Regions from separate parts of the Mus musculus genome. Here all the other regions are linked to region 2. The links are chromatin contacts, called in public promoter capture Hi-C maps. All regions are on one chromosome and are shown on one strand. The core of a region is the stretch at or near the end of the contact, and the rest is flanking DNA. Distances in the headings are between cores, read along the strand shown. Region 1 holds the start of Ccp110 (centriolar coiled coil protein 110). Region 2 holds the start of Acsm5 (acyl-CoA synthetase medium-chain family member 5). Region 3 holds the start of Anks4b (ankyrin repeat and sterile alpha motif domain containing 4B). Region 4 has its middle 20 kb from the start of Zp2. Region 5 holds the start of Crym (crystallin, mu).

Evidence for each region. Promoter capture Hi-C pulls out the DNA fragments that hold promoters and counts their contacts. Capture Hi-C pulls out chosen DNA fragments and counts their contacts.
Region 1: a promoter capture Hi-C map of neural stem cells shows a contact between it and region 2. The contact joins the promoter of Ccp110 here to the promoter of Acsm5 in region 2. A contact is called at or near these places in 4 of 39 promoter capture datasets (embryonic stem cells, hippocampal neurons, neural stem cells and 1 more) and 1 of 115 datasets of contacts at active chromatin or transcription factors (astrocytes).
Region 3: a contact with region 2 is called in a promoter capture Hi-C map of liver. The contact joins the promoter of Anks4b here to the promoter of Acsm5 in region 2. A contact is called at or near these places in 2 of 39 promoter capture datasets (hematopoietic stem and progenitor cells and liver) and 1 of 484 Hi-C or Micro-C datasets (liver).
Region 4: a promoter capture Hi-C map of hippocampal neurons shows a contact between it and region 2, with 2.2 times the contacts expected there. The contact joins the enhancer-like site here to the promoter of Acsm5 in region 2. A contact is called at or near these places in 8 of 39 promoter capture datasets (the 3T3-L1 cell line, 3T3-L1-derived adipocytes, the HPC-7 cell line and 5 more) and 1 of 484 Hi-C or Micro-C datasets (cortical neurons).
Region 5: a contact with region 2 is called in a promoter capture Hi-C map of liver, with 3 times the contacts expected there. The contact joins the promoter of Crym here to the promoter of Acsm5 in region 2. A contact is called at or near these places in 2 of 39 promoter capture datasets (hematopoietic stem and progenitor cells and liver), 2 of 484 Hi-C or Micro-C datasets (embryonic stem cells and liver) and 1 of 9 other capture datasets (liver).

The regions. Positions count from the first base shown.
Region 1 is chr7:118,711,126-118,714,966 of GRCm38.p6, forward strand. It overlaps Ccp110 (centriolar coiled coil protein 110), which reads left to right and starts at 1,418. Exons shown (of 15, transcript NM_001360794.1): 1 at 1,418-1,623; 2 at 2,981-3,123.
Region 2 is chr7:119,524,772-119,528,487 of GRCm38.p6, forward strand. Acsm5 (acyl-CoA synthetase medium-chain family member 5) reads left to right here and starts at 1,494. Exons shown (of 14, transcript NM_178758.3): 1 at 1,494-1,666; 2 at 3,648-3,716. The coding sequence starts at 3,667. It also overlaps a transcript of Pdilt not described here.
Region 3 is chr7:120,172,095-120,175,637 of GRCm38.p6, forward strand. It overlaps Anks4b (ankyrin repeat and sterile alpha motif domain containing 4B), which reads left to right and starts at 1,764. Exons shown (of 2, transcript NM_028085.2): 1 at 1,764-1,988. The coding sequence starts at 1,825.
Region 4 is chr7:120,123,021-120,126,732 of GRCm38.p6, forward strand. No RefSeq gene overlaps it. Among named protein-coding and RNA genes, the nearest start is that of Zp2, 20 kb to the right of the region's middle. Within about 2 kb of position 1,666, at least 53 of the 459 cell types and tissues checked have an H3K27ac peak or open chromatin away from gene starts, as enhancers often do. A contact at or near this core is called in hippocampal neurons, where this site is marked.
Region 5 is chr7:120,200,411-120,203,893 of GRCm38.p6, forward strand. Crym (crystallin, mu) reads right to left here and starts at 1,579. Exons shown (of 8, transcript NM_016669.2): 1 at 1,345-1,579; 2 at 667-817. The coding sequence starts at 1,514.

The sequences.
Region 1 (3,841 bases), core at 168-2,667, 810 kb before region 2:
CTGCCCCAGCAAACAAGCCAACATCCTTATACTATACACAGGTCTCCAAGTCTTTATTATTAAGTTATAAGTGGAACCCCCACCCCAAAGCCCCACATTACATTGTCCTCAAGATTAACAGAACATGTCTGGACCTTGGACTCCATTTCAGGGCTCACTCACTGCTATGGGGCACTCTTGTCTCTGTCAGCTTTGTCCCTCACACCATGGTCCCCTCATGCCACCCTTCTTGAGGCACTGCCTCTGTTAAAGCCTTTGCCTGAGAGCCCATTCTCTGCGTCCCAGTGTTTCACTGGGATAGTGCTAGTGGGACAGATCTCACCTCTTGATACCCATCATCCCATGATTCCTCTGCCTCCAGCTCTTAGCCTACCTTTTTATTTTTATTTTTTGGCATGAGTGTATATATATATATATATATATATATATATATATATATATATATATACACACATGTACATATGTATAGGGAGACCAGAGATATCCATCTCTGTTGGGTATCTTTTTCAGTCAATTTCCACCCTAATTTTTGAGGATCTCATTGAAACTGGCTAGAATGGCCGGCCTGAGATCGCCAGGGAGTTCCTATTTCTATATCCCCAGGACTGGCAATTATAATTTTTAGCCAGGACTCAGAGCCTTTTTAGGGGAGTGTTCAGGCTCTGAACTCAGGTCCTCATGCTTGAGTGGCAAATGCTTTAGTGACTGAGCATCTCTCTAGATGACCCTTTCCTCCTATTAGAGATTTTTGTACCAGGTGCAGTATAAGAGTTTTCTCTGTTATGCCTCACAACCACTCTTGGTAGGCTCTTTAAAATTCCCACTATACATAAACAAAAATAAGCACCAGGAGGACGGCAAAGCCCAGTTATAGAATGGAAATGGTGTCATTAAATCAAAAAAGCTCTTAGTGAGTAATTTAGGTAAGAACTGATAAAAAATATTGGTGGATTTTTTTTTTTTGCCAACTTGAAGTTATCTTTTCCTCTGTATATTCCCCGCAACTGATCTGCAAAGAAGTGCAAATATATTAAAGCCTTGAGTTGGTGTCTGCGATTCAGCCACATTTTTCATTTATAGGGAAAACATGGGTGAATGTTGTACATTTTCCATCGACCAAACAGGAGACTATCTCTATACAGACAGACAGACGGACGGACGGACGGACAGACAGACAAACAAAAATACCCGACAACTTCCCAGGAACACTTTTGGGGTTTAAGGCCCTGAGGAGACTTTCTATGGTAATTTATAGTCAAAGCCCTTAGTTTGCAGTGAAGACTACTCTTCCCAGCGTGCATCTCGATTGCGTAAAGCTCATGTAAGCGCTTGCTGATGACCGCAGTGCACTTTGGGAATTGTAGTCTATGGAGGCCCAACCGCTTCAACTGCCCGCCAAACAGCCACCGGAAGTACCGGCCCTGAGGGGTGGAGTTGAGCTGGTGGCGGCGGCAGCGGTTGCCAGGATCCCGCGTTGCCGCCTGAGGGACCCGTAATATGGCGGGGAGGAGGAGGAGGAGAAGGCGGAGGACCTAGATGCGCTCTGTCTAAACCGACTGAGGCCTTTGCTTACAGAGGAGGCTGGTCCACGGGCAGAGAAGCTGACCGGGCAGTAGGTGTCAGGTGTGTGCAAGAGGACTGGGTTCGTTTTCCTACGGGTCTAGGCTGAGGTGAGACCCGGCATTGGTGTCCCGAGGGACAGAAGGCCGGCGTTCCGGACCCGGTTTGGCTTCCCTCGGTCACGAGCCCTTGAAGGCATCGGGAATGGGGAGGCGGGAGTTGAGGACCGGGGTCAGGGGGACTTGGAGGGGATGCTTGGATGCTGGCTCCGCCCAGTGAAGCATCCTGCGCTGAAGAGTAGGCACTTCATGGTGACTTCAGTTTGGTGTCGGAGGTAGTGTAGGAGGAGATGGAGGCGTCCCCCGGGGTGTGCACTGGCCATTTCTAAATACTGGTTACCGCAACCAAAGGCCCATAGGAGCGCTGTTTACACCAGCTTTGCCACTCTGGGGCATCTGCAGGATAATGTAGCTGGTTCTCTCAGACACCCATGATGCTGTTAAGTGGTTCCTACCTTAAGAGATGGATTTGGATGAGAAAGCCCTTTCTCATGTTTTCAAGTCACATTTGAGTCTCAGGAAGAACCAAAAATTGTCTCTTCTCCAAGAGTTCACACGGAGGTGATAAAAACACCATTATATCCTCCGTTTGGAAGCAGCTTCCACTTACTGATGCTTCTATTTGTCCTACATACAGTCCTGCGATTGCTGTCTGTGCCTTAGCTCATTGTTTTCTCATAAAATCGCCTTGAGACAGAGCCCCACTTTATAGATGGTGGGGTCCAGGGATATTAGCCTACCATGAATGTACGAACAGCTAGTATGTCCTTAAACAGCATATCTTTCTCCCTTTACAGACTCTGTAGGAAGTTTATGTGTTTGTGGAAAAACTTAGTGGTAAGCAGCCAGCCTTGGAAGCTGTGTTACCTTCGCCTTTCCTTTCAGTGACATTTCTGAGTACAGGTTATGAATAAGTAGATAGGAGCCATGAGGCTATAGGGTTTGCCAAGAGACTTCCTGGACAAAGGTCACTTGTAATTAGGTAGAAATGGAGTAGAAAAGGCATGCCTGGACCTGCTGAGGCTGGTGTGAATGTAAGTGGACCATGGACCAGTAATGCCTGATGCTAAAGTATGGGGTGGTAGGTTTGAGGTTGGGATCACCTTGTCATCAAGACTCCCTTAAAATAAACCTTGCTTGCAAGTGGTAACTGGTGTGAGAAATGTAGTGCCCTCTTGCACAATTGTAGAATCCCGGACTCTCTTTTTAATGACTACTTTTGCAATTGAGAGGTACCTAGTTCTCTGGGAATAGGGTTGTTCTCCAAGTTGCCATTCTCAGAATTCTCTTCATTCTGCTAGTCTTGCTTTACATTGCTTGATCTATTTGCCCTAATTAATTTATTCAATAATTGTCTGAAGTGCCTACCACGTGCTGACACCATTGTGTGTCATGGCGAACCAGTGAGCAAGACTGAGAAGGTACCTGTTCTTATGGAGTTTACGTTTTGGTGGAAGAAGATACACAAAACCCCAGGAAATAAACGAGATCATTTCAGATAGTGGTAAGTACTCTGGAAGCTGGGAAACATCAAGGTGATGTGCTAGTGATTGAGGTAGGGGAATTAGGATGGGCTGAAACTGAAGGTTAGGAAGGTCCAGTCATGCGCTGGATCTTCTGGAGCGTTCTCCAGTCTCACATGAGCACTGGAGCTTGAATGTCCAATTCATTGTCCCGCTGTACGTTACTCTGTTACTGTAGCTTTGCAGTGTGTGGGGGACCACTCAAGGGAAGTGGATAGCTCTCTGCAACAATGGGACATCTCTCTATGATGCTGTTAGAAGAAAAGGAGAACTAATGATGGCAGTTTATATCCTTAACCTTACCAGACTATTGAGTTTCTTTCTTTCTGTGCATAAGCTCAGAAATTATATAACATCATTTTTACTCTCTTTAATAGTAAATACAAAGGGTGTATTTTTAAAAAGTAATTTAGCAGAAATGGATTTATTGGGACTTTTCTTATTTCTTATCTACTAGGAATTTTGGTTAAGATACTGTTAGGTGAGTTGTTAGAGTTGTGCCGGAAAGGGTTCTGTTGCTTCTTAGTCATGTGTTTAAAAAGTGAATGTAAGCCTGCAAACTGATCCTAGCTCTCTAGAGAACCAGTTATTTCTTTGAAGTTGGATCTTCCTGTGCACAAATGGAACAAATATAAGCCTCAGAACAGAGAGAAGTTCTAGCTTGTTATGATTATGATAACATTTCTTTTGTTATTTTCC
Region 2 (3,716 bases), core at 244-2,743:
TACTGACAGACACAGGGATATTGAAATTCTATCACCTGAAGATAGCTCATTTGTCCATATATCTGGGTGTGTAGAACATATCTCTAGAAACTGCTGCAAATTCAGGCATGGGCTTATTGCCTAGGACCCAGTGAAGACACTGTGGCCAAGGCAGTCAGGGAGAAAGAAATGCTGCTCACGTGGACATGGGCCTGGTTGACCTGACGAGATCAGAGGAGGAACATGGCGTATGATTGCTACACAGCCTGTGTGACAACCCCTCATCCCCCTCTAGTGTTAAGAACAATGCTCTGAGGTCCTGTGCTGGGGTATGGGGACTTTGTCAGGTTAGATTTTATCCAAAAATACATACATACATACATACATACATACATACATACATACATACAATAAAAAAAGCAAAACACAGAAATCACTTTGAACTTATTACCCATGGAAAACCCCAACACAGTATCTGGCAGTGAAAAAATATTAAATGAATCTTCACCTTTGCTACTTGAGGACTCAACAAAGAATCACGACCTCTCCCAAATGAAGGAGTATTCTGAGTGCAGGAGTGCCAGAGTGCAGAGGATCCCAAATCTACACCCACGTGTCCTGATGTGCCTGTGTGAAGGGGAGACACACTGGGAATTAACTAAAACTACACAGCAACTAAAACTACACAGCATTAGAAAGGGGCCCGTCCTAGAGAGGGAGGAATGGTGGTCAGAGGAGGAGTGGCAAAAGACTGCTGGTGGAGACAGTTCTGGTCTGAGGGAGTCCCGGGGCTGTTCCATGTGAGACTTTAAGGTAGGATACCGTGTAGAAGGGGCATCTGGGCAGGAAGACTCAGGCATGGAGCTGCACTGTGCTGGAAACAATTACGGGGTGGGGTGGAGCACAAATTAACCTGTGGGAGCTTCGGAAGCTGGTTCTGGTGATAGCTACACTAATGGCATCCCAATGGCTGTGGATCAGGATGGTTTTTTGCTGCTGTTCTCAAAGAAGCAGCCTGCCTGCCTGCCATGCACCCATATCACAGCTTTGGCTTTAACCCTTGAGGAAGTAGGGAGCATTAGAAAGCTTTCTATTTGATCTCAACAGCTTTATTTAGGTAATATCCAGTTTTTTTTTCTTTCCAGTAAATTTATGTAATTGTCCTGCCTTGGCCCCCATCCAAGAGCCATTTTATTCGTTCAAAGAATCCTGCTCACATCCTTTGCCAAGCTATTCCTTCAGGGTCACATTTTTTATCTTTAAGCCCTGGGCAAAGGGTATTGGGGGTGCAGAAGGGGGCATTCAGGTGAAAAACAGATAGGATCTGGTTTATTGTCCTTTCTGTTAAAGCAGCATAAAGCTCTCATTTGAATTCCAGGGAGCACGTGTACTAGTGTGCCAGTCCCTAACAGGCTGACTCCAGGCCAAGGTTTATCTTGCAGGCACTGTTTGCCTGGGAAACCCTGGCAGGGAGCTGCTTTCACCAGCTCACAGTGTCCTGACCCTCTGAAACTTGAAGCTGCTGACTTCTAACCCTGTTTTCTCCAGGCTGTGCTTGGGGCTAAAGCTCCCTGTCCCAATCCTGCCTTCATCGCTTCTGGGGAAATCTTCTCAGGAGCTTTTAGGTCTGCCTTGCTGCTGCAGTGAAACGCAGATGCCTTTTGTGTACCTCAGATTTTAAAACAAGGTAACTGAGCAAGAAACCCTTCACTGGCACGTGCCACCTACCCAGAGACCTTTGGGGATTAAATCAAGGATAGGAATGGCACAATGTGACCTTAGGAAATTGTCAGGAAAGACCTGAAGGCTGTGGAGGTCAGCCATCAAGAAGGGAAGAGTCAAAGAAACGGGTGTGTGTGAGGCAGAATACAGGAGCGATGTCCGGGAGATCCGAGGCTCTAAACCCGGTGTTAGTGGCTACGAGCCAAAGGCTGAACCTAGACTTTTCTGGAAAGTGAGAGTCGGAAGTAACTGTTTCCCTTCTAAGCCGCCTCCTCTAATGAGGAAAGTAGAATTTGGGAGAGAGTTGTCACAGGGCTTCATGAAAAGCTTTTTGTGTAGTTCTTACCGTTGATCGAGCGCTTATGTTATTATACACAATAATGGGTTTCAGCGAGGCTTTTCAGACCCGGATAAAATGTGTTTTCATCCTAATCATCCTCGTTTCCACTCTTTGTCCCTTTCCATCCCCACTGATGCCCTCCTCCTCCTCCTGCTCCTCCTCCTCCTCTCCCTCCTCCTCCTCCTCCTCTCCCTCCTCCTCCTCTCCCTCTTCCTCCTTCTCAACTAGTCCCTCTCTGGCATTTTTGGTTTTTTAAGTTATTATTTCCTGAACCCAGTGAGTTTAATTAGAGTTACTTACAAAAGCATGGATAGTTTCAGGTGCATGGGCAATTTATTGATGTGAAATTGTTGTTGGGTTTTTTGTTTTTTGTTTTTGTTTTCGCAATATGCTCTGTGCACAGTCAGCCTTCAGTGGTTGTGGGAATGGGCCTTTCCTGCTGTTTAAACTATTATCATTGTCTTACTGTTACCCTGTTCTGTTATCACTAGAGGAATTTGCCCCAAGGGACTGAAACTGAAAGTGTCCCCAGGCTACAGATATCTCTGGGATCCTGTGAACATGCAGAGTCACACTCACAGGTGGGAGCCAAGGCACAGCTCTGGGGACCACTCATGCTCTAAGGTCCTATCCCCTGAACAGCAAGGCCCTAAAACAGCTCTGACCACTGGCAGCTCCTGGCACTTAAGAAACCTAGCTGTTGTGTTAGCCTCAAGTGCACACTCTGCTTGCAGTCTCGGTACAAAAGACAAGTGATATGTTGTTCACATGCCTGGCTAAGTACCATATATATTATCTAATTTGTTTCCTTTTTACTTCCCTGCATCTCAGTGCTATAAATCTCTGTGTGGCATGTGTGGCTAGCATTTTGGTTCTACTGGGCAGAGTTGAGCTGTTTGAGATGACGTCATATACTGCACAAATTAGCTGAAATGTCCCACTGTGGCCTCTAATTATTTACCAGTTGAAACATACCAGTGGCTATGTAATTATTTACCAGTTGAAACAGTTAAGAAGTGGGTTAAGAACCTAGGGAGATAATTCAGTCAACAAAATCTTTGTCCTGCAAATATGAGGGCCTAATTCTATCCCAGAACCTATATGGAGGAGCTGGAGACAGGAGGACTCCTGGGGTGCACTGGCCAGCCAGCATAGCCTAACTGATCAGTTATAAGACAATGAGAGATCTTGCCTCAAAGGGGGGGGGGCAGTGCCTAAAAAAACAACAGTCAAGGCTTCCATATGCACCTAAACACACACACCTAAGCACACATGTGTATCTAAAAACACATACACAATCCATATACACAAACACATAAAACGCATGTTGATTGCTTTTAAAACAGCAAAATTACTGTCATTGGGGGATCCCCTTGAAGGCCTAAGTTTTAAGAACTGGGCTGTGAATGGATGGTCTCAGATACATGCAGACCCTGATACAGAGAGAGGTAGGAGAGGACTTCCCGTTCAGAGAAGAGACACTTCCAGTGTCACAGCCGAATGACTGTCAGTATGAGCTACACTGCCACACACATGGCTGGTTACAGACTCCTCCTCAACCCAAATTCCAGAATTCAACATTATACCCTCTCCTCTTTGGTGACAGGCAGAAGTTGATAGAAGTCATGAGGTTGTGGCTAAGAGGCCTGGCCTGCCAGGCTCTGAGGAGTTCCTG
Region 3 (3,543 bases), core at 514-3,013, 650 kb after region 2:
TTTCTTTTAAAAGTTCTGTTTTTACATGAACTCATTTGTCTTTGTGGTATGGGGGAGTCTGAGTTGGGATGGATTCCAGGGTTATCAGCTCATGAGAGATGGATTTAGTGTGGAGAAAACATTGCAAAACTGAGTTTACAAGAGGGCACTTGGCATGTGTTTGAATTACAAGTCTGGCAAAACTAGAATTTAATAAATTCATTGAATGAATCAACAAAAAGACCACCTACATGAAATAGTGGCATATGGGAATGTGATATGTTGAAGCTGTCCTCTATGGTTAGGGTAGCCCACAGCAATCTCCACCATGCAAATGAGGGCAGTCCTGATTGGCTAATATTTGATTTCCAGGACATACTGGGCTCACATGGTACAGCCTGTGGTTCTGAGTTGTACTTGGTTCAGATTGGCCTTATTCACTTACATCATTCTGCAACCAGAAAGTGCTGTTTCCTACAGGGACAAGGGTGGAGCAGAGACCGAAGGAAAGGTCATCCAGAGACTGCCTTACCTAGGGATCCATCCCATCTGCAGACACCAAACCCAGACACTATTGCTGATGCCAAGAAGCACTTGCTGACAGGAGCCTGGTATAGCTGTCCTCCTGAGAGGCTCTGCCAGAGCTGGGAGCAGTACAGATGTGAATGCTCACAGTCAAACCATCAGATTGAGCACAGGGACCACAATGGAGGAGTTAGGGGAAGGACTAAAGGAGCTGAAGGGGTTTGCAACCCCATAGGAGGAACAACAATATGAACCAACCAGACCCACCAGAGCTCCTAGGGACTAAACTACTAACCAAAGAGAACACATGGAGGTACCCATGGCTCCAGCTGCATATGTAGCAGAGGATGGCCTTATCTGGCATCACTGGGAGGGGAGGCCCTTCGTCCTGTGAAGGCTTGATGCCCCAGCATAGGGGAATGCTAGAGAGGTGGGGCAGGAGTAGGTAGGTGGGATAGCACCCTTATGCAAGCAGGGGAAAGGGGAGATGGAATAGAGGTTTTCGGAGGGGAAACTGGGAAGGGGATAATATTTGAATTGTAAATAAACAAAATAACCAATTAAAAAACCCTAACATCAATTCCTCTCTTTCCTATAGCCTGGGTATTGCTACTTGAATCATTTAAAAATATCTATAAATATTAATCATATACATATATATGTATATATAATGACATATGTGTATTTATGTATAATAGAAATATTTATAAAAGATTTTTAAAAAAGAAAGTGCTGTTTCCTTTTTGTGACACTCTCTAGACCAAGCTTTTTTGTGGCAGTTCCTGGAGAGTGACCTGTTTGTCTTCTGGCCTGTCAATCGGCCTTCTCTCCTCCATGTTATAGCAAAGATTTCACAACTGTAAATTTACTAAGATCTTTTATTTTATACTTCAAATGGCTAAATTCAAGTTGTACAAATTAGACCCCCTAAAATCTATTAAAACACCCCTTCTCCCACCCAAGTGAACTTAAACAGTTCAGAGTTTTTTGAGATTATTTCCCATATTCTGTGAGTGGGTGGTCAGTATCACATCTGACACTAGTTAATGGACACAGTAAAGATTAAACGTGCTTCACCACACTCATGACACACCTGTCAGGCCTCAGTGGTCATTGCCATGGTTGGTCCCCAAAGGAAAGGCCCAAGTCCAGGATTGCAGGTCTTCCTGGCTGGCTGCCTTCCAAGGAGCAAGGCCGGAGTGAACTTTGGCCTGGGGTGATACTCCCCGTCACTGATTAACCAGCCCTGTTGGAAGACTGTGTTACCAGCTCTGCCTAGACAAAGACTCCTACCTGGCCAAGCTCTGGTGGGCAGAAAAAATGTCTACCCGCTATCACCAAGCAGCGAGTGACAGCTACCTGGAACTTCTGAAGGAGGCCACCAAGCGTGATCTGAATCTCTCAGATGAGGATGGCATGACACCCACTCTCCTGGCAGCCTACCACGGCAACCTCGAGGCCCTAGAAATAATCTGCAGTAGAGGGTGAGTGATTCCTGTTAGGGTATCCTGGGTGGGGAGTACCACACCGGCAGTAAGAGACAGAGACATCCACGAAGACATTTTACTTCTTTCTAGGCTCCCTAAGTCTTTGGCTTTTAGAGAAAGAGTCAAGACTAAGCTAGGTATGGTTTCTTTCCCTGTGAAAACAGCCATTTAGGAGTCACTCAGGCAGAGGGGTGGGGGTAGGCATTGGAACTATATGCCCTGAAAGTCATATCCATGGAATTGAAATGGTTAACTCCTTAAAAAGAGGTCACCATGCTTTTTGGTTCAGTCATCCTCCTTGGTTAGGACATGGCTTTATTTTACGTTTTCAATTGTGTCACTAAAAACTATCTTTTATGAACACTCGGCCTTGGTGTAAGCTGAATTTTTGAATGAAATTTCTGGCTTTACAAGCTATAAAATGAGTCTTCAATCTTCACACACACACATACACACACCATCCCTTACCTTTAAATTCAAGTCTTTGCTAACTCTTTTATTCTGCTTGTCCTGCTCATTGCCAGAGGGCTAGTCAGGGTAGGCAGCTACGACTTAAGATGGGCAGAAATGGAGCGAAAGAGGAGTCTGGGAGAATGAGAGGAGTGGGAGTGGGAGGACGGGAGGGGAGGTAAAGAGTAAGAGAGCCAAGTGATTCCAGGACAGTGCATATTTAGCATCTGGCAGGTGACAGTCCACCTCTCCTCCTTCTCTCTCCTTCTTCCTCTTTCTCTTTCTTCCACTCCTTCCTCCTCTGATTCCAATTCTTCTCATATATTTTTGGTGCTGCCCAGATGGTGCTGATCAACAGAACATCCTAGTGTTCCTGTGGCAATCAGATCTGAGAGGGGAAGCCAAGCGAGCGGCTTTGGGTAGATGTGATAAAGCTCGTGCCAGGGAAGGGAAATTAAGCTGACATTAGAAAGACAAGGAGCTGATCGAGGTGGAGGGAAGTGTTTTCCCCCTAAGGCAGAACACTGTGCATTCCGAGGATGGAAGACATTGAGCTTGGCTGGACCTGACCTGCACAGGGACAGAACCTAAGCCATAAGACCAGACTATCAGGAGCCTTGAGAATTCTGCTGAGAACTTCAATCTTCTCCTGAGAGCCTAGACACCACACCCTCTATTTACAAAGGAGGCCATCAGATAGATTTATGCTTATGAATATTGTTCTGGTGATTGTACAGTGGTCACAGAGAATGTCTAGGGACATTCAAGGTAAAGTGAAACTCACGTGGTAACACTGGGCGTGGGTAGACACAGAGATGTGAGTGACAGTTTGGATGTCAGAGAGTGATTGGATGTGGCAAGTAAAGGAAGACGAGGGTCAACATCCATGTTTGGATTAAACAGATTGCGGGTCTGGCCACCTCGTTGGACTGGGGAACATGTCAGAAAGAGCGTGCTCACTCTCTATACGGCATCTCCTGAAGCTTTATTCAAGTTAGGTCTTTCTTTTTTTTTTTTTGAGTTAATGTCTCAGTTTTGCTACAGCAGTGAAGTATGCAACACTCTCTATTTAATTTACACCTTTAGTATCATAACCAGCAAA
Region 4 (3,712 bases), core at 416-2,915, 600 kb after region 2:
GAGATTAGGTAGGTATAGCTCTGTGACTAAAAGAATGACAGGCTGTAGGTGTGGCTCTGGCTATGGTGGGAGGTGTTCCTGGGGCACAGTGGCCCTAAGTCTTGAAGGCAGGAAAGAACTTAGTGTGGCTGGGCATGGAAAGAATGAGAGTGGAAAAGGAACAGAGATCCACACCACAGCACTGAGAGGGAGGCACTGCAGGCTCCTATATGGAAAAATGCTGTGGTCAGACATCCAGGTGTTCATTACTTTTTTTTTTTTTCTGTTTACCTGTCTCCCCTCTGCCCCTTTTCTCCTCCCTGTTTTCCTTCTCTCCTTCTCCCTCTGCCTCCCTCACTCACTCACTTGCTTCCTCATTCTTCCCTCCCTCCCCCCAGTTCCTCCCTCTCTCCCTTCTTCCTGATAGGGAACTTCTATAATGACTTCTATATAGTCAAATATGACTTCAAATTCTAGCTCCTTCTGCTCCAGCCTCTGTATAGTATAGATTATATTTGGATTATATTGTAATCTACGCCCAGATCAGATTTAGGATTGTTGTGACTCACAGCCAAAGGTCTGGGGACAGGAAGGCCACTTAAGAATCTGCAAAGGCTGGGGACACGGGATGGCTGTGGGTTTGGCTTACACTTGGCGGAAGGGGATGAAGATCTTTCTTGTGTGGACATCTAGAGGTGTTGGTTGGTTGGTTGGTGTAGGTGGAAAAGAAAAGGGGAACACAAAGTTGACATCTAGATATTTAGCTCTAACCAGTGGGTGGTGGTAGCTAGTGATACTATTTCCTGAGATGGGGACTATGTGGAAAAGCCTACATCCCAGATTGCCCCTATTAGTCCAGCTATGTCATCTGACACCAAGAAGATGTTCCAAGTAGATTGCTGGCTTAGAGCAGGGTCTCAGCTGGGACACAAGATTTGGGCATATTTACAGTGCTTTGCGCAACCCGTCCGGGGAGGCTTCTCAGCTACTAGGCAAGAGCTTTTCAAAACACATTTCTGATTATGTAAACACTCTTGCTCCAGACTCAGCCAAGTTCAAATGCTTTTCCACAGCACTTAGAAGCACTAGACCCTCCTGTTCATGAGCAGACCAATTGTTTTCCTCGGCCTGCTTATTGTTCTTAAGCATCAGCATTTAGTTCACAGAAAGGAAGCCAAGGTTTGGCGATTAAGTGACTCTCTGAATTCATCCAGGAAGCACGGCATCTAAATCAAGACTAGGTTAACTTAGCCTCATGCCATAGAAGCTGCTGGCCTTTTATACACAATCTGAAGAATAGCTCACTGGAAAGGCGACCAGGGCCCACGCAAGAGAACTTTAGCTTTACACAGTAAATAATTTTACCTTTCTGTCCAGAAAAGTTTGTTTTGTTTAGCTTTGAGCACTTGCTGTGTGCTGAGTGCTGTCTCCAGTCTGCATGCTTCCAGTCAGTGCAAACTCCTGTCCACTTTAAAGGGGAGGAAGTGTAAAGGTTGAGATCTTTGGCTGCCTAAGAGCAGTTTGGGATGTGGGACTCAAACACAGGTTGCCTGCTTGAAAAACTCACCCCCGGAACCAGTATGAGTTCCTCTACCTGCCTTTGAGGTCTTTTGGGGTAGGTATGTGTTCCCAGGCATGTGAAGTTCCCAGGCAGCAGAGTGTCCATGACCTTTGTTGTTACGTAGAATGGCTCCAGGGGTCACTGGTTTCATATTGTAAATGTTTAGTTTCCCATGGAGTAGTGCCCATAATAGCAGTGTGTCAAAAACCATCTCTTTGTGGCTTCCATTGAAACCATGGGTGCTGTAGCTTCCACCTGGAGATGGAGAGAGAGAGAGAGAGAGAGAGAGAGAGAGAGAGAGAGAGAGAAAGTGCCATCCTCCCCCACTCACCCGAAGTTTGTTTTTAAGCCAGTAGAGGGAGCCAACATCACAGCCAACTGAAGCCAGCCACCAGATTACAGACCAGCTGTGAAAGCAGAGCGACTGAGTGACTGGCCCTGCTTTGACTGTGGCAGGCACAGTGTGAGCTTTGGCACTGTCTACTCCCCGAGAAGCCAGGTGGAAAGCATCTTCTCCACCATCCCTGATGTCATCAGCAAGCCTGAGACCCAGGGAGGACAACAGTTGACCCAGGGCCATGCTGCAAGTCTCCAGTCTATAGCACTGACTTTGTGTCATGTTTCCTGGCTCCTGAGTTCAGGAGCTAAGACACTGCAGTACTATCTGGTCTGAACCAAGCTTCTTTTCATAGTTGGTCCTTGGTTTCTGTGGGTTCTGTGTCCTTGGATTCAACCAAGCATGGATGAAGAGTATCTGAAAGAAAAGTGTGTCTGTGCTGGACATTCACAGGCTTTTTATTGTTATTTCCTAGTTGATACAACAAGCCTTTACATAGCACTCACAGTTATTAGGTCTTAAAATCACTATTCTAAGTAATGAGGTATGTGTAGGTTTTATACTAATATGGCTTCTTCTATAAGAGTGTGGTGTGACTTTATCTGGAGAAACATGAGAAAATGTCTACTCTCAGATATGACATAACTGTTACTTCTAGGGGTTTGGATTGGGTTCGTTTTCTCTGCCAATTAAAGAATTAAAAGGCAAAAAAAAAAAAAAAAAAAAAAAAAAAAAAAAAAAAAAAAAACTTGAGAACAACGGGAAGCAGCAAAGGAAATCTGAGACTCAGCTGGTGAAGAAAGAATTTTATTAAAGGTAAGGAAATTTGAGCTCGAGAGCGCACACACACACACACACACACACACACACACACACACAGCAGACCAGTCTGATAAGTTCAAGGTCTGGTTAAACAAAGTTGTGGGTCTGTCAGCATCCCTTTGTTTAAACTGACCAACTCTAAATTAAGGAAAGGAGAATACCCCATCCCCATTCCAGCTAACCAAAGACCCTTAAAGCCCCCAGCCCCTCAGGCTTCAGGAGAGGGGCACGGGCGTGCGCGTGCGTGCGTGTATGCCTGTGAGTGTGTGTGTGTGTGTGTGTGTGTGTGTGTGTGTGTGTGTTGGGGGATTACTGGCCAGAAAGGAAGCCCTCTAGGTCTTTGTCTCAAGCTGCTAGGTCCTTTTCACAGGTCAGGATGGTAAGGAAGAAGCCAGAAGTTTGCTATCTTTATTATTTATCTGTGGCCCCCCTATTGTCTGTCTAACTTGTAGTCTAATGGCAGACCAAGAATCATGATTAAAATAGCCATGCTTGGTGAATCTGTGCATTTACTGGGGCCACTTAAAGGAGCAAGGATGAGGGATTGTGTGCAGGAGCCTGGGCAGCTCAAAGGCAACTTCATCATTTAAAAGCGCATCTCAGTGTGGGTGGCGAGAGTCACATCAGCTGCATCCCTGGAGCTCACTGCCCAAACAGTCATCTCTGTGAAAGAGTCTGTCTCCCCTCCAGTGTTCCAGCTTGTACAGCCTTGGAAAGGGGCCTTGTGTGATCAGTAACTTTATGAGGTTCCTTTAGCTTCTTTCTCTAAGATGGGACAAGTGAGCTACACTTCCCATCAAATCTCTTCCCCGCAGAAGTATTGGTGACAATCAAAGGACAGACACAGGCAGATCTGGTCCTCTAAGGCTTTGAAAGGGCTGCACCCAAAGTGAAAGCTACTCTTATTTTTTGACTATACAATTTGCTTATTAATCAGAAGAAACATACTAATTAAATGTTTTTATATGTATTTTTCTGTGTGTTTTATATGTATTGTTTTTAAAGATTTGTTA
Region 5 (3,483 bases), core at 329-2,828, 680 kb after region 2:
AGGCTGAGGCAGGAGGATTTCATATGTGTGTGTGTGTGTGTGTGTGTGTGTGTGTGTCCTGGGACACAAAGCAAGCAAGCAAACAGATAAAGCAGTAGAACTTAGTCCAGCCTTGCTTCTTATTAGGGGGTTCAGTTGAGCACAGCTGTTGCATCCCTGAAGTGGGGTAACAATATCATGTTGCTCCTGGGTAGTTTTAATTGTACAGGTAATGTGCTTAGAGTTCCACATCTCCCCAATTGCTCGGTAAATGTGAGTTACTGCTCCTGTTATACCTTGCTAGATGATAAAGATAGATGTCAGGAAGACACCCACAGGTTACTGTGTCTTTTCCTCCATACAGGGAGGGCTTCAATGAATAAAAGTCCCTTCAGCTACTGCTTTAGTTCAAGCTGCGCACTTGGTGTATCTGAGCGTGTTACAAGACCATAAGCATGAACAACAGGATCGTTACTTCTACAGCCACACACTCGCCACCGCTATAGGCACAAGCGGCCCTAGAAACAGGTGCTGTCACGGATCACCATTGATGTCTCCTGTCTGGTCGCTTGCAATCATATTACTTCTCACTAGCGTCTAGGCTTAATTCTGGGCCCAAGGAACACTCTCTATTCCAGGGGAGGCTTCCTCTACCCTCTCTGCCCCAGAGGAGAAGAGACTGCTCACCGCCAGCAGGGAGCCATTGCTGGGATCAAAGAGAAGCACCGATGCCTGATGGGAGGGGACCGCTGTGTTGCTGTGGCCCTCATAGAAGGTGACTAACTTGGTGGTGAGCGCATCCTCAGCAGCACTGTAGGCAGGCATGACTCCCAGGAAGCTGAGAGAGAGAGAGAGAGAGAGAGAGAGAGAGAGAGAGAGAGAGAGAGAGAGAGCGCAATTTCAACTCCTTCCAGTCAATGCTGAGTGTTCAATGAAGTCCCGTTCATCTTCCCTCCTCCATTAATGCTGTGCTGGCACGCCATTCCGTTTGCGCTCATTCCTCTGCCCTTCTGCCCTTCCCTGAGGCTGGACTCACGGTCTGGCTCTGGACCAGAAAGCCATCACACAGCTCAGCCACTTCTTGGCTCTGTAAGCTTCCGCAAATCGCTCTACCTCTCAGTTTTCAACTAGCAGAGCAACAGCCCTGGTACCTCCCTTTCCAAGGACAGGGAGTTGAATTACAGCAGGTGGCACCTGAAAAGCGCTTTCTTGGTAGAAGCCCGGTGGGTTAGTGCCCCTTAAGTAGCAGCTGTTATTAGCAGAGATCAACAAGCCCTCTCCTCCCTTCTCCTATCGCTTTCCTCAGCGTCCCTTCGCGCCTTTCTTTCCCCTTTCTCCCATCCCCTTCTGGTCCCTTACACTCACCCTCGGTGCTTGGCTACAGGCACCACGGTGCGCACTGGCTGCATGACCCCTCCGTCGGGACCTTTGGAGAAGTTGGCCAGTGCGGCCTCCAGGGGTGGGATGAGAAGGCTGGAGCTGCGAAGGTGATCCTGCACCTCCTCTGCGCTCAGGAACGCTGGCGCCCGCTTCATCTCGCCGCCTGCCTTCGAACCCGGGCTGAAACACACTCCACGTTCCAGGAGCTGAGCCCTAAATGAGCGGACTGCCTGAGTAGCAGTGTTGGGCGGGCCTCCTGGGGCGGAGCATCGCCGCCCCTGCCGCCCCTCGGGCCGCGCCCCTGCCGCCCACCCCAACTCCTTGGATTCCAGGGCTTTCTCCCTAAGATTGGAATCAAGGCGGCAGGCTGGGAGTGATGATTCTTGAGTCAGCTGTTCCCATTCCTGTAATTAGCCAACTGACATTCCTGGGCACGCTGTGTGTGTGTGTGTTTGTGTGTGTGTGTGTGTGTGTGTGTGTGTGTGTGTGTGTGTGTGTGTAGAGGACTTTCTGGTTCCACCTTGCTCTTCCACACCAGATCCCCTGGGGGTAGTATTGTGAGAAAGGCAGATGAGAAGGGGCTTGGAGGGTTTTGTTATAGTTTTAATTTTGTCTATTTCTGGAGTTTCTTCTATTCCCAATCTCCTTCCCACACCACCCCTAGTCCTTAACTGTTGCGTTAAACGTAAAGTTGACCCAGGTTAAACAAAACAACCTTCACCTTGAAGTCTCAGACAAGGGTAATGGCTTCCATCATGTAAAGAGCCAAAATGCAGTCTGTGTATTTGTTTTCCCCAAGGAGTTCATATTGTATTTAAAAGCAGGACTCTAGGCAGTGATGCCTAATGTTCTACTATTGATGGAGTAGTGACGCCTAACCTTGACCAGTAATTGGAGAAAGTGCTTCCGGGAACTCAAAGAAAATAGACTATTCTGCCCCAGAGTGGTAAGGTGTCAGGAAGGAGCAAAGAAAACTAGGGCTGCAAATACTCATAGCAGGAACAGCCTATCTCGTTTGACTACATCAACAGTCACCGAGGTATGCAGATGCTCTTGTTAGCTCCAGGGTTTGTCCAAGGTCATCCTGGGAGTCCGCAGCAGTTAGGTTTCATTTGGGGCATGTGTGTGTGTGTGTGTGTGTGTGTGTGTGTGTGTGTGTGTGTGTATGTGTGTGTCATGTGTGCACATTTCCAAGGAAGCCAGAAGAGGGCATCAGATCTCCTGGAACTGGAGGTTACAGGTGTAAGCCACCCTACATGGATACTATGAAGTGAACTAGGGTCCTCTAGAAGAGCTCCAACAGCAGAGTCATCTCGGCTGCCCGTTTTGTTTTGTTTTGTTTTGTTTTGTTTTGTTTTGTTGAGACAGGGTCTCACCTAGGCCACCCCCGGCTTCAAAATTCCTATGTAGTCAAGGCTTGGCCTTGACTTCCCAAATGCTAGGACAACAGGTGTACACCACCAGAGCCAGCTTTAATTTTTATTACTATTAAAACAATACAACTATTATTAAGTGTAGTAATGACTTTCGAGAAAGACTACTATTAATAAACTCAGTAGTAATGTAGGGGAAGCTGCTGCGTCTCTTCCCCGCCTTCCCTGAAGCAGTATCTCTGCCTGGGGAAATTTTCTGCTGCCCCCTACAGATCTAGAAAGAAGTGGGTCATGTCACTTGCTGCTCCCTAGACTGATACCAACACACTAAAGGTGAGAGTGCAGCAAAACAGTCCAGTCCCCAGGCTGCAGCAATATCGAGTCAGCAAGGCTTACTGGACACACAGAGTAGGTAAGCCAATGCTCAAGAGAAATATTAAAACAGCAAAAATTAAAAGATAAAAAATAAAAAGATAAAAATTAACCAAAGGAGAACAACAGTGAACAATATCAAAAATTAAATAGAAGTTAGAATAGCGGAGCTTCTCTTTTGCTGTGGATGGACGGACTCTAAGACAGCTTCTAAGCACATACGTACACAAAAAGATTGGAAATGTACGAAAGTTTTTATCTGGACCTCTGAGTTCTGCTATCGCTTCAACCGTCTTGCTGGCTTTACTACGAGAATCTCTGTTTCTAAAGGAGTGAGCCAAACTCAGTAGAGTGGAAAAGGCTCCAGAGTGCACAGGGG